3 separate regions of the Mus musculus genome follow, and regions 2 and 3 are each linked to region 1. Evidence: chromatin contacts called from public Hi-C and HiChIP or PLAC-seq data. All regions are on one chromosome and are shown on one strand. Each heading gives the region's core, a stretch centred on a gene start, on an enhancer-like site or on the middle of the called end of the contact. The rest is flanking DNA. Distances are from core to core; before and after follow the strand shown. Region 1 has its middle 83 kb from the start of Tra2b. Region 2 overlaps Dgkg (diacylglycerol kinase, gamma). Region 3 overlaps Dgkg (diacylglycerol kinase, gamma).

Region 1 (4,624 bases), core at 1,444-3,943:
TTGTAGGCTTCTGGAAAAGAAGACAAGGAGACTACAGACTGTGTCTCTAACAACAAGTACAGACTTCGGTTAGTGTATCTGTGCTGACTCATCAGTTTTGACATGTGTTTGTCACTGACATGCCCTCTGTAATAGGAGCAAACTAAGGACAGGATATGTGGAAAGTCCCTTAACCGCCTTCATAATTTGTCTATAAATTTAAAAATTTCCAAAAATAAAGTCTGCTGGGAGAATAGGGATGGCTAAAAGGTTCACTGAATCCGTAATTTTATATATGTAGGCATTCCCTTTTTTTTGCTGGTGCTTTTGAAGTCTGGGCTGGCTGACACTCACGATGTAACCCAGGTTAGCTCAGAACTCACAGCAATCCTACTTCAGCCTCCCAAATTCAGAGATTACTATTGAAATTATTTTTTTAAGGTCTATTTTTTTTTTTTTTTTTTTTTTTTTTTTGGTTTTTCGAGACAGGGTTTCTCTTTATAGCCCTGGCTGTCCTGGAACTCACTTTGTAGACCAGGCTGGCCTGGAACTCAGAAATCTGCCTGCCTCTGCTGCCTCCCGAGTGCTGGGATTAAAGGCATGTGCCACCATGCCCAGCGACAGGTAGCTTTCTTTTTTTTTTTTTTTTTTTAAAGATTTATTTATTTATTATATGTAAGTACACTGTAGCTGTCTTCAGATACTCCAGAAGAGGGCGTCAGATCTTGTTACAGATGGTTGTGAGCCACCATGTGGTTGCTGGGATTTGAACTCCGGACCTTCGGAAGAGAAGTCGGGTGCTCTTACCCACTGAGCCATCTCACCAGCCCAAGGTCTATTTTCATCTAGGCGTGTTTCTGCTTGCCTGTATATCTGAGTACCACATGCACACCTGGTGCTTACGGGCCAGAAGACGGGGCTGGGTTGCTAAGCTTGTGAGCAGTCATTTGCGAATCAAACCCAGGTCCCCTGGAAGAGCAGCCAGTGCTCTTAACCAGTAAGCCATCTCTCCAGCCCTCCGAAATCATTCCTGAATTGCAAACTTTAACTTGTGGGCCAGGCACGGGGGCAAATACCTTTCATCCCAGCAGTCAGGAGGCAGAGGCAGGGAGAGCTCTGTGATTTCAAGGCCTGCCTGGTTCCCAAATAGAGTTCCAAGGCAGTCCAGTGCTACACTGGAAAGAGCGCACCCCTTTCTCAAAAATCGAAGAGCAGGCAAGCAAACAAATCCCAACCTCGCTTGGTGATTAGTATTTGTTGAATTTTTCCCTGACTTTTTAGGGCTGCTGTAGCTTATGAGAAGAAACATCCCTTCCTCGCTGATGGAGCTCGCTCAGCCTTGTGTCAGCATCAGTGGCTCCTGCCCCTAGAACAACAAAAAAGTGTTATCTGGGCACATAGTTTTGGAGATTCTGATCCATTCTCAGGCAGCCCCATTGCATGTAGGCCCCTGGAGGGGTGCCTGCCACAGTGACAGGAAGCCTGTGGCATGGCAATCTGCTAACCTCTTCTGGTGAGGAGAAAGAGAAAGAGGAAATGACAGACCCCCCCCCCCCCCCTGTAAGCACATTCCTCCCTGGCTAAAGAAAGATCGCCCCAACACCAGACCCTGACTTCTTACAGGCAGCAGAGCTTCCCAGAAACACCACCGGGGGACCTTGCGATTAATAAATGCATCTATATTTGATCCAGAGTATAGCACACATCTTACTTGGAATTAATTTAAAATCATATTAACAGAGTTGAGTGGTGAGGTTGCACACCTTTGATCCCAGCACTCAGGAGGCAGAGGTAGGCATATCTCTGAGTTTGAGGCCAGCCTGGTCTACAGAGCCAGTTCTAGGACAGCCAAGGCTACACAGAGAAAACCTGTCTTGAAAAAGAAGTAAATAAAAATTACAAAACAAAACAAACAAACAAAAACCCTCATAATAATATATATTAACAGATAAACAGGAGCTGATCCAGTAGAACTAGAGATGGGGCCTAGAGCTCTAAAATTGATCATATCTTTCTCCTACCTTCCATGACTTGCAAAGGCCTCTCTAGAGCTCTGATGAGCAAATCTGCTCACTCATCCAAGAAATATCTGTACTGCTGGGGGAAGCGTTAATACTCCTGCCTTCTGTCTGAAGTGATCTGGAAGCCTGTGGCTGAGAGCTGTAGTTCTCAATCCTGGTTAGGACTTTTGAATCCCCAGGAAAGCTCTTCTTAAAAAAGCGTTGATATTTTCTGGGTCAATTAAATCAGACTTGCTAGCTGGATTTGGTAGTGCAGTGCCTGCAATCCCCGCACCAAGACTGAGGCAAGTTCAAGGCCAGCCTGGCATACACAGTGTTAGCCTGTCTCAAAGCAACCAGAACTTCCAAGGATTTCAGCTCTCCCCCGAGAGATTCTAAAGTAAAATGTAGACAAGACTGGGAAACCCAGCTCTAAACCGGGTGCCCCATGGTCTCTGACATCATGGAACTGGAGAAGAAAAGGTCCCAGGAAGCCTGGGAAAGCAGCGGTGGCAGTCCCTAAACTGCCGAGGAGCGAGGAGGGGCGGGCTGGGAGGAGTGGGGGCGACAGGAGAGTGCTGAGAGCAGCGGTGCGCAGCAACCCACACACTGGCTCGTTTTAGAACAAATCGGCTCTTCTCAGACATATGTACTGGAGAAGCCGCCTCCTGGAAATTTCCAGAAACAGCGAGGGACAACTAGCAGAAAAGTATTCAGCTTATATTGTTTCTCTTAATGCTGAGGATCTCAAGATTGTGGGGTGCTTAAGGGTCACCAATCATTGCTCTTACCCCTCCTCCTTCTCTCCCTTCCCTTTTCTCTCTTCCCCTTTCCCCCCTGCCCCCCCTACACCCCCACAAGGCCAGGAACTGTGAGCGAGTTCTAGTGGAACATTTGCACACACCATGCAGATATTTGACCTACTGTTTGCACACCTCAAATAAAATTCAGCATAAGGAAACATGGCTGAGAGGTAGATAAAGGAAAAGCAGAAAATGCAAAAGCCAAGCCCGGAGCAACTCCCCTTTCCCTCAGACCTCCCAGGGAAGGCATTGCTCTCCTCACCAATGAGGAGCCTGTGTTCTAAGAGTTGAATGTCTTTTCAGGGCCAGTTAGCTCTCACGGGACAGGGCAAGAACTTACTCCATCTTCACAATGATTTTGTTCCTGTTTTCAAATGAGAAACTGAGGCAGAAAGAAGGCTGTAGGAGATCATCAATCAGACATTCTGCCATCTACGTGGAGAAAGAGTCAGGACTCTCTCCTCAGAATCACAGCTGTCTGTGTGGCTGGGAGGCGCCATCTGCCCCACCCACAGCAGGGAGGGCTCTAGAGAGCTCTCTGTATTATCTTTGCAGCTTTTCTATAAATGTAAAGTTATTCCAGAATGAAAAGGTTATTTTAAAATGGTACATAATGGTCTCCCGCACCACACACACACACACACACACACACACACACACACTCACACACACACACACACACACACACCCCATAACATTACAAAAGGCTGGAATAGGAGGCTCACTGTGGTGGTTTGAATAGGCTTGGCCCAGGGAGGTATGACCTTGTTGGAGTAGGTGTGGCCTTGTTGGAGAAAAATTGTATGGAGTATCTCTATCAGGGTGATCTTTGAGAACTTCCTCCTAGCTTCCTGGAAGTCAGTCTCTCCTCAGTGCCTTTGGATCAAGATGTAGAACCCTCAGCTCCTCCAGCACCATGCCTGCCTGGACACTGCCATGCTTTCTGCCATGGTGATAATGGATTGAACTTCTGGACCTGTGTGCCAGCCCCGACTATATGTTCTTGGTCATGGTGTCTCTTTACAGCAATGGAAACCTTAACTAAGACACTCACCTTGACTTCCAGATCAGCCTTGGCAGCAGTGAATTCCAGGCTAGCCTGAACCACATAGCCAGATCCTGTCTCAAAAACATACAAACAAGTAAACAAGATACACAACATTATACTTCTCAAGACTTTTCTTGTACAAGTAAGCAATTTTAATAAATTAATAAAAAGTAATATTAATTTATTGGGGGCTGGAGGGATGGCTCAGCAATTAAGAACATGTACTGCTCTTGCAAAGACGCAGCCCAGTGTCCACATCTGGGAGATTACAATCCTGTAATTCCAGCTCCAAGGAATCTAATGCCCTCTCCTGGCCTCCTCAGGCATCTGCACACACCAGACCACACTTACACATAACACACACACACACACATACCCAAGAATAAAGAGTAAAAATACAATATTGTTTGGTTTCGGGTCCTGGGACAAAGGACAGAGATGCATACTTTACATATCAAAGCAGACCGGACCTCCAGGTTTTCCCAGCATCTTAGTTAGGGTTTTACTGCTGTGAAAAGACACCAGAACCAAAGCAACTCTTATAAGGGCAACATTTAATTGGGGCTGGCTTTCAGGTTCAGAGGTTCAGTCCAGTATCATCAAGGTGGGTGCATGGTAGTGTCTCTGAAGTCATGGCTCTGGAGGAGCTGAGAGTTCTACATCTTCATCTGAAGGCTACTAGGAGAATATTGGCTCCCAAGCAGCTAGGACAAGGGTATTAAAGCCCACACCCACAGTGACACACCTACTCCAACAAGGCCACACCCAAATAGGGCCACTCCCTGGGCCAAGCA
Region 2 (4,624 bases), core at 685-3,184, 200 kb before region 1:
TCATAACTATAATTTTGCAACTGTTATGAACCATAATGTCAATGTCTGTGTTTTCCGATAATCTTAGGAGACCTCTGTGAAAGAGTTGTTTGACCCCCACAGAGGTCAGGCCCAAAAGGTTGAGAACTGCTGGTATACATAGTGAGTTCCAGGCCAGCTAGAACCACATGGTAAGAGCTGTCTTAGAAGAAAGAGGGAGAGAAGGAGGGAAAGAGAAAGAGAGAGAGAGAGAGAGAGAGAGAGAGAGAGGAGAAAGGGGAAAAGAAGGAAAGAAGGAAGAGAGGAAACGAAAAGGGAAGAGAGGGGAAGAGGGAATATACATTAGCTAAAAATCTGCTCTATGAACTTTTATTTTTGGCTCTCCAGAATTTTAAGAATCTTTTGAACACGGAGTCTAATAAAGAGATTTTTGTTGGTTATTTATTTGTTGATTGTTGGTTGTTAGGTAGGCGTGTGAGTGGGTAGGTTCATTGAGATATAGTACCACCTTGTAGTCCAGGCTAGCCTTGAACTCTAAATCCTCCTGCCTCACTCTATCCACATGCTGAGACTACAGGGATACCCCAGCATCCCCAGAGATTTCTGATTGGCTGCTGCAGTCACTTCTGGGCAAATCTAAATCAGCTCCTTGTTTCTGGGCTGTCCTGTCTCCAACCAATTAGTTAGTTAATTTCGAGTGTTCAGCATCTGCCTCCACAGTGCTCGATTGGGACTGTGTGATAAGGGGGCAGTACACACTCTTCTGCTGGGCTCGTTAGGAGGTGCAGGAGGCTAAGAGTGAAGAACCGAGTTCAGCTTGGATCCTATTCTGGCCTATAGGTCCTGGAGCCCCACCATGTCAACACCAGTCACAACCATGAGCACTCACAGATAGCTGTAATGGGAGTGTGGGATGCAGATAGGACTCTGGGCTGGACTCTGGTTCCAACCTGAGAAATGGGACACCCAGAAACACAGTGTCATGGAGCGTCGTGGTGAGTTCTGTGGTACAGATAGCCAGCCATGCAGCCAAAGTGGGGGGTGGGGCAACAGATTGGATAGGAAAGGATCAAGATTGTCGCTAGCTTCAGAGGCAGTCCTGTGGATAGAATGATTAATAGGCAGAAGTTAGACGTTTAATACACTTTTGTTGTCTGCTAAACGCACTATCCAGTACTATTGTTAATTGTTTTGGGTGAAACAGACAACAAAGAGTTAATACCAGCGACAGCTTTGGGTTTGATAATGTGCTGTTATATAAGATGTTATCATCGCTGGACGCTGGGTGAGTGGGACATGAGAAAAAGTACTATTTTTGCAACTTCTCATGAAATAGTCCTCACTTTATGTCACCACCCATCACCACACCACACCACACCACACCACACCACACCACACCACACCACACCTCACCACACCTCACCCACTCCTCACTGGCTTCTGGCTTCACCTGAGGAGAGCCCCTCACTCTTCTCTTTAGAGCCTGCTCTTGCCTGTGTTTACAAAGGCTGAACTGTGGCCACTCACTGGGCTTGAGATACTGTGATGAGTGCCAGGCTCTGAGGCAACCAAGTGAGGCTCTCAAAGGACGGAGTGGTGGCACTAGCTTACGCCTGGACGCGGTGCTGTGCCCCTATGATTTGGAGTCTCTGGAATCTGGGCCTTCCAGGGGCATATATGTGTGTCTTCCCACCATACCTCATGGCCACAATCACTAACCAGGCTTTTCTTGCCTTCTTTTCTTCCGTTTCCAGGATGCTTCAATTGCACACAGATTCCATATGATGAGAGAGAAACACCCTGAAAAATTCAACAGCAGGTAAGCGAGCTCGCTGGCTGCCGTGGTGGCACCCCGCCTGCCCGGCACTGCAGCCAGTGCGGGCCTCCCACCTGCTACCACGGAAATGTCCTTGGCCTGGGTCGACCGCCAGGGGACTTCGCTTTCCTGCCACGTTGCCGGAAGGAGGGTTTCCATTTCTAAGAAGGAAAAAAAAAAAAAAATGTCAGAAACCTGCCACAGCCTAGCTGCCGGTCCCCTCCCGCAGGAACTGAACAGAGGGAGGGGTCTGGGACGGCATGAGTGGCAGGGAGCCTGCCTTTGGCCTCCTGGAACCCCTCCAGGAACTTAGAGGTTTCCTCTCAAAAGCCAGCGTCTCGCAGGGGATTGGGGGAGCGAAAGGCTCTGCTAGGGTCTTAGACCCGAGAAGGTGCCAGGCACTCTCCTGGACAGCAGAGGGCAGCAGTGAGGTCCCTACAATGCTGTGACCATCGAGGGCATCACAGCGGCTTCCTATTGGCTCCTGCATGCCTGGAGATTGGGTTCAAACTGGAAAGAAAAGAGAAAACCAAATCCATTGCAAGAGAACCCAAATCTGTCTTGCAAAGCGAATGAAATTTACCAGAACCGCGAGGTAACTGGCAAACAATTACCATGGAGTTGTCCATTTTCCTTTTCTTGCTCATTTCTCTCTCTTCTATGACGCTATCGTCTTTGTTGTACTGATTTGAAGATCATGCCTGGATTCCACGCCTAGCCCCAGGCAGGTGGGCAGCAGTGGGATAATGACTTGGGCTTGATCTTTGAACCTCACGGGTTGCTATTGCGTGAGGCCGCAGAATTCTCCTCAAAGCAGAAGTTCGGGTGTTATTTGAGGACATTTCCCTACCAGCTCAGCCCCTGACTCCACAGCCTGGGAGCTATACCAGGAAGAGGCTGAGAACAGTGAGGTAATGTCAAACCCGGATCTAACAGCATCTGAACTGTATTAGGGTGACATTCGGTCTCACTCAGACCCTGGACCCACAGCATACTACAAACATGTCTTGCCAGCCCTTGTTGTCTATAGTCACCAATGGGCAATGACAACCCTTCCTCCACCTCATCACCCCCGGGCATGCATGCAACCACTATTTTTAAACCACTATCATATTTTATTAAAGTATTTACATGGAAGAGTCCTATTTACACTGGGAAAGTAGGCAAGCTTTAAGATGTTTAAAAGTCAAATACAAATTTGTTAATGACAAGAAAAGATGACAGGCATAAAACCCAAGTTCAGTTGTGCCCAAAGCTTTGAGATCATTGGTATTGTGACTATTGAGAGTCTGCACCCTTAGCAGGCATGTGGTGTAGGCTCAGAGATAAGTAGGTGCCAGAAGGAACCTTTCTCAAGAGACCAGATCTCCTGACAATAGGTAGTTTACGTGCTGGTTTCGAAGCTTCTTGTTTCGCCTCTTCAAGTCTTTTTCTGAGGTGACCTTGAGCTCCATTGATGGGCCAGGCAGCATGGAGTGGTGGCCTTTTGAGAATAACCACTTTGGGGGATTTCTCTTTGTGTCCCAACTCTGGGCCAGCTCGTTTCTTCCTTGATGTTCAAGGATGCTGTGTCCATAGGCTCCCCTTCTCCGCTGTCTGAGGACCTGGCCTGGCACGCTGCTGTTGTTACTAAGCTGTTTCAGGACCGCCCGCCCAGCTTGGTCCTCTTGGTGCCTGGACAGTCCTTCCCTTTAGAAGTGGTGCTCATACGGGAACAGGCCCTTCTTGATCATCTACATAGGATGTGTGGAGGTGTGCTGTGGCCTCTTCAGGAAGTGGCCCCGACTTGAACCTTTTGGCAGAAGTCTGCCTGTTTCCCACACAAATAATATTTATTTCTGCCTCGTCCATCCTCTTGTTCTTCCTCTACAAAAAGAACCAAACCTGTGTCCTCTCTTCTCCCAGAAAGGCAGACAGATGCTCATCCCAGTGGAATAGCAGCCTCAGGACTGCTTTTGGAAAAAAAGTGAACAAAACAACAACAACAAAAAATCTCTCATTCTACCCATTCTACAGACTTTTAGTGTCTTCTTTACACCCAATACCCTCACAGGTTCTCAGGTGCATGTGTCTGGGAAACCCATGGGTTCTGCTCATTCACTCATTCACTTCCTCACTCTCTCATTCATACATTCACTCACTTACCCACTTACCTGCTCATCCACTCACTCACTCATTCACTTGCTCATTCATTCATTCACTCATTGGCTTGTTCACTCATTCATTCACTCACTCATTTGTTCATTTGCTCACTCACTCATTCACTCACTCGCTCAAAAACATCTTTTGAAAATATACTGGAGACTACATGCTATTAAGTGTTTGGGACAGATGACCCAGAACTCACTGCCCGCTGCCCTCTGCAACCCCACTGGAAACAGACTGAAAAGCAGGGTGATTACCAGTGTGTATGAAGTGATGTGTCTGCACAGAGGAGACCTAAGAGAACACAAAGCAAGAAAATGGAGCTGGCATGGAGGGCTTTCTAATGGCAAAGATGCCACATCGGGGATAAAAAAAAAAAAAATCAAGAATACGTTTTTTACAACTTGATAAAAAAAAGAAGGGCTGTCCGCAGAGAGAAAACCAGATGTGCCTGAACATAAAGTGCTAAGGCACAGCGTGCGAGGGAAGAAGCCCTTGGCGCAGCTGTTGCACGGACTCTTGCTGTGGGAAGGAAGTCAGCTCTGTTGTTTTTAGAGAATAAGGAAGCAAAAGATGAAGTTTCTCCACGTTCTGAAAATTGAGGCAGAGCAACATATGAGCTAAATAGAGCATCAGAAAATCATGTTATTAAGTCCAATTAGAAAGACAGATCTGTCCAGGAGG
Region 3 (4,624 bases), core at 565-3,064, 150 kb before region 1:
TTCACAATGAAGGAACCCTAAACAATAGTCTGTAGTCAACCCAGGCTCTAAGAGGTCAGGTGTCAAGTACTGTTCCTGCCTTGGGTACCAATGTCTTCCAGTGTCTACAACCAATAGTTCTCAACATGTTCTCAGCTCCCAGAGCAATATCAGACACCACCCATCACTCTTGCCCCTGGAAGCCCTTCATCCAAATGGCTTCTAGAACTCTCTTGCTCCCAAGTTTTCTTGGTCATCCTCCTGCTTCTCTTTTCTCTAGCCTCTTGATACTACAGGGTTCCCACACAGGTCGTTGGCCTTCTCTAGTCTGTCTGTACCTCACTGGTGGCCTCCTCCAGTTGCAAGCCTATCTTTCTCTCTGGATTCTAGTGGTGCTATATGTAACGTGTACTCACCAAGTGTGGTAGTGTGTGTCGTAATAGCAGGACTCAAGAGGCAGGACCTGATGGTAGCCTAGACTTTATACCTGGAATGACCCTCCAAAGCAATCTGGTCTTACAACCACAGAAAGACCCCTGAGGAAAAGGTCAGTTTATGACATGGACCAAATCCAGTACTGACTCCAAGTAAAACACCAAATGTTCAATGTGGCCTGGAGCCTCATGGGGTCTATCTAGCCTTCAGCTAGCCTTCAGTAGCTCCCAGACCCCATCTTCTACATGGACTCTCCCCATTATGCACACTACTTCTGTCAATCATGCAGGCTGCTTGTGTAAGTCAACTAGTCCTTTCCAGAATAGCTGGCAGTATGTCTCAGAGGCCCTCAGCTTGAATCACACAAGGATACAGGAGAGCTTTCTGAGATGCCCTTAAATGACGTTCATCCCTTTCTCAACCAAGGACTCCGTCTAAGCTCCTGGCTACTGATACTGATTGGTCACACCCTTCTTGGTATCTCAGTTACCAGGAGAGTAGAGAGGTGAGAAGCTGGGCTGAGGACATTGCCATGGGTACTATACCAGCAGGAGAGGACTAAATTCTGGTACTGGTATTGCTAATAGCCCATTTATTGACACCTCAGTTTTTATTGCTGTAAAACCAGCTTTTTAGGTAAAATCTTGTTAGCTGGATAGATGGGGCCAAACAAGATTGAGTCCTAAACTAGACTTGTTTTGTAAAAAGATTCCTGGACTCTAAGGACTCCCTACCATTGAAGGGAGAGACCCATCTACCATTGAAGGGAAGGGTCTACCTACCATTGAAGGGAGAGACCCATCTACCACTGAAGGAAGGGCCCATCTACCACTGAAGGGAATGGTTACTCTCTTAGTTCATGTGGATCTATATTCTAGAGAAAGATAATCAAGAAACATCATCTTCATACCTTTGTCCTTTTAAAGCTGACTCAGGAATATTTCTCTTTTGCCCTCTTAAGGCCCCTTCATTTCTCACAGTAAACTTTGCAATTTGTATGAATTATTAAAATGAATAATGTATTCCTCTTTCCTCCCTTAGCAGGGGAAGTTGTGGGTGCTAACAGAGTGAGGGAAATAGTGGAGGTTATAGAAAGTTCCTGACACCCCACCCCACCAAGCTCCCACCCTGCCCCACCCACTCTCACCTCCCTGGCATCCAGCTCTATCAGAACAGAGAAGGAACTGGCAAAAATGAGGCCTCCCCCATATTCACCCTGGGGGTTGAGGAAGCTCTTCCTGGGATCACATTCTGCCTTGGGGCTCAATGTCAGCTTGCATCTTTTCCTAAAATGTCTGATCTTACATTTTGTGTTCTTTAAGCAAGAATAAACTGTTGATCACTCTTAGCTCTTTTCTACAAGCCCCTTTTCCTGTCCCCAAAACGCACTGTCAGAGATGAAAGAGGAAGCACTTCCTGTTCTTCAACAGGAAGTGAGAGGACTGAAGCAGAGAGAGGGCCCAGGAGGGGTCCTGGCTTCTGGGCTTTACAGAGCTCTCAACTTGGAGTCTTTCTCCTGAAAGAGCCAACATCCCATAAGAGTGAAGTTGGCAGCAGGAAAGCTAAAGAGACACGTTTGTTCATTTAGTGCCTGGCTCCAGCCCAGACTCTGCCTGTCACTAGATTGCGGCCTGGGGTGTGTCCTCTCAAGTTCTTGGCACTCCGTTTTTCTTACCTATAAAACAAGCAATCAGGAAATCCTATCTTGAGTCTCCCAAAAATGACAGTCCTGATTTGGTCTATGTGACCTCCTTGAGCAGAGTTATCTGTCCATGTTTCCTTCTGTGTGTTCTGTCACAGGATTTCTGGGTCTGTAGCTAAGGGTAGGGGGCTCTCTCTGCAGGCACTTCATCTCTGGAGACCCTTGACTCCTTGGCCTTTCCCTGGGACTGGGCTGGGGGTAGGGAGAAGTCAGGGCAGAGTACAGGGAGAAGGACCCCATCATAGGAAGGACAGGAGAAGGTTTACTGTTCAATCTCTCACCAGACATCAACCTTCCTCCTCAGAAGACGGACCCAAGGATTACCACGGAGTGGGTTCTATCAGAACAAAGGCCACTGAGGGAGCAATGGGGATGGGTGCAGGGGATCTCGCAGGTGGACAGCCCAGACTTACATTTGGGCTTTATATTTCTCAGCTTCATAACAACTTGAAAATGACTCAACCCCTCGGCTTCCTCATATATAAATTCGGCATAATAATACCTAGGGCCCTTACTGCGTCAAGAAGATGGTGGGTGGAAAAGTACCTGGACTCAGTATGAACTCAGACTTAAAAATAACCTCCCTCTGTCCTCTTCTACACCTAGCATGCAAGTAGGGGTCTGGTTTGGACACTTCTGTCTTCAGCATGCACCCACAATGAGAAAGAGCAAAGTGAGCTACTGCAGACGTCAGCCTTGACCCAACACAGAAAGCTGAACAAGCAACTGGACCTACTACCAGCTTCCTCCCTAGGCTTCTCGGATCCCAGAGACAGAGTTAGGGATTATGAGTTCTGAAGCCCTGCTATCTGTCCCCAAGTATCAGAGTCTAAGAAATAAGGGGCTGGACAGGTGGCTCAGAAATTAAGAGTAGATAATGATGCTCTCTCAGAGGACCCGAGTTCAATTCCCAGGACTCATATCAAGTCGGAACCACCTGTAACTCCAGTTCCAGGAGACTTGACGCCTCTAGCCTCTGCAGGCTCCAGTACTCATCCCCACACAGATACAGACACAGACTTTAAAATAATAAGAAAATAAAATTTATAAAAAATGAAAAACATTCGATAAATGAGAAGCACCTAGCATCAGTTTTCATTAATATTGGTAATAAGAATGGTCAGAAGTAACCTCTATTTTTTCTTACATTCTATTGTAGCTTGCAAGTGATTCTATATGAACTAATATAATCCTAACCCAAAACCCACGAAAAAAAGATTATGTACCTAGCCAAATGAGCCTACTTCATAGTTGGGGTGGGGGAACCCAATGAGTTTATGCCCAGAAGTAGCGTCGGAACCAAAACTTGTGTCTATGATTACAAATGAGTCCCTCGAGGATAGTGTCCATCTAGAAAATATACTGGAGAGACTTCTGTGCATGTTGTTCAAGCCAGGCTGTCACAACGTGGGCGACATGTAGGTATAGTCCAAGCAGAGGATCCAATCCACTTGATAACACTCTGCTCATCCATCCCTGCTAATGATACCAGCCTCTAGAGCCCCCAACAGAGAGAGCAGCTTTGAACTCCCTGGGCACTGGGCTCTCCATCTCAGCAGAACACTGGCTGTAGATTGCCCTGAATCGTGGGTTGCTCACCCTTATCATCTCTTTCCCTGTCTCTCCTGGAAAGCAAGGGTGGGGGCATAAGTTCCACAGTGAGCCTTTCTTTACTGCTCTGGTGTCAAGCTGTGTGAGCCTGGAAGAGTGAGGCGTAAAATGTGAGGTGGGCTGAACTCTCCTGAAACAGCCAACCTTAGAGCCTCAGACAGTTCTTACCCTGAGGGTGAAGAAAGGTCACCTGAGTAAAGCCCTCAGGGGTTCAAGCTGTACATAACCACAAGGACAAACTGCAGAAACCTGTTTTCCCATAGAGGAACACAAGTAACAACAGCTGGGGTGAACTCACTCCTGTCCACTGCGCCTGGGAAAGAGCAGGAAAACACATTCCAAGAGCAGTTGTGTTTCGAAGAACCTGTCACCAGACTCTGGTTGTCTTGGAGTGTTCTCCCAAACGATCAGACTTCTCACACAACTCCGATAGTGGACTGTGTTCTGACAACCTTTCTGTCCCTTTCACAGCCCACTACCCAGGAGGGTGTGGAGTGTTCTACAGAAAGGGTTTCTGTAAGGAGAGAAGAGAAATCCTGCCTTCAGTGGACACAGCAGATAATAGATTCTGCGGGACAGGATCAGGCACAAGTAAAATTGATAAGAGAAAAAGTCTTAGAAAGTGTTATATGAGAACATGGGAACTGTTGAACGTTCATTTGAGAAGAGAGACGTGCTGGCCATCTTTAAATAAGTCATCCAGATGCCGCTTAGAGAACTTGTAGCTGAGAGTCTGTGTGGAGTGAAGAGATACCCCAAAGGAGAATTAAAAAACAACTCAGGCAGGCCTTGTCGTCACCACCTATGTGTCCTTAGTAACTGTCTCCAAGCCTCTATTTCAGCACCTCACCAAACAGAAGAGTGATAGGCTCCTTCCCTCAGGACTATTGTGAGAGT

The links. A called contact is a pair of places that touch in the nucleus more often than the background predicts. HiChIP or PLAC-seq counts read pairs in DNA pulled down with a chosen protein or histone mark.
Region 2: a Hi-C map of brain shows a contact between it and region 1, with 6 times the contacts expected there. The contact joins two enhancer-like sites. A contact is called at or near these places in 3 of 15 datasets of contacts at CTCF or cohesin (embryonic stem cells and pro-B cells), 23 of 484 Hi-C or Micro-C datasets (the HL-1 cell line, the N1E-115 cell line, bone marrow-derived macrophages and 2 more) and 19 of 115 datasets of contacts at active chromatin or transcription factors (the 230-238 cell line, bone marrow-derived macrophages, cardiomyocytes and 8 more).
Region 3: a contact with region 1 is called in an H3K27ac HiChIP or PLAC-seq map of microglia, with 4 times the contacts expected there. The contact joins two enhancer-like sites. A contact is called at or near these places in 1 of 484 Hi-C or Micro-C datasets (nephron progenitors) and 2 of 115 datasets of contacts at active chromatin or transcription factors (embryonic stem cells and microglia).

The regions. Positions count from the first base shown.
Region 1 is chr16:22,346,855-22,351,478 of GRCm38.p6, reverse strand. No RefSeq gene overlaps it. Among named protein-coding and RNA genes, the nearest start is that of Tra2b, 83 kb to the right of the region's middle. Within about 2 kb of position 2,693, at least 45 of the 459 cell types and tissues checked have an H3K27ac peak or open chromatin away from gene starts, as enhancers often do. A contact at or near this core is called in brain, microglia and pro-B cells, where this site is marked.
Region 2 is chr16:22,545,826-22,550,449 of GRCm38.p6, reverse strand. It overlaps Dgkg (diacylglycerol kinase, gamma), which reads left to right. Exons shown (of 25, transcript NM_138650.2): 20 at 1,734-1,798. It overlaps Gm15651 (a long non-coding RNA gene), which reads right to left. Exons shown (of 3, transcript XR_384735.4): 1 at 1,870-4,624; 2 at 533-1,779. Among named protein-coding and RNA genes, the nearest start is that of Gm15651, 8.1 kb to the right of the region's middle. Within about 2 kb of position 1,934, at least 168 of the 459 cell types and tissues checked have an H3K27ac peak or open chromatin away from gene starts, as enhancers often do. A contact at or near this core is called in brain, microglia and pro-B cells, where this site is marked.
Region 3 is chr16:22,495,416-22,500,039 of GRCm38.p6, reverse strand. All of the region lies in intron 22 of Dgkg (diacylglycerol kinase, gamma), which reads left to right. Among named protein-coding and RNA genes, the nearest start is that of 9230117E06Rik, 14 kb to the left of the region's middle. Within about 2 kb of position 1,814, at least 23 of the 459 cell types and tissues checked have an H3K27ac peak or open chromatin away from gene starts, as enhancers often do. A contact at or near this core is called in microglia, where this site is marked.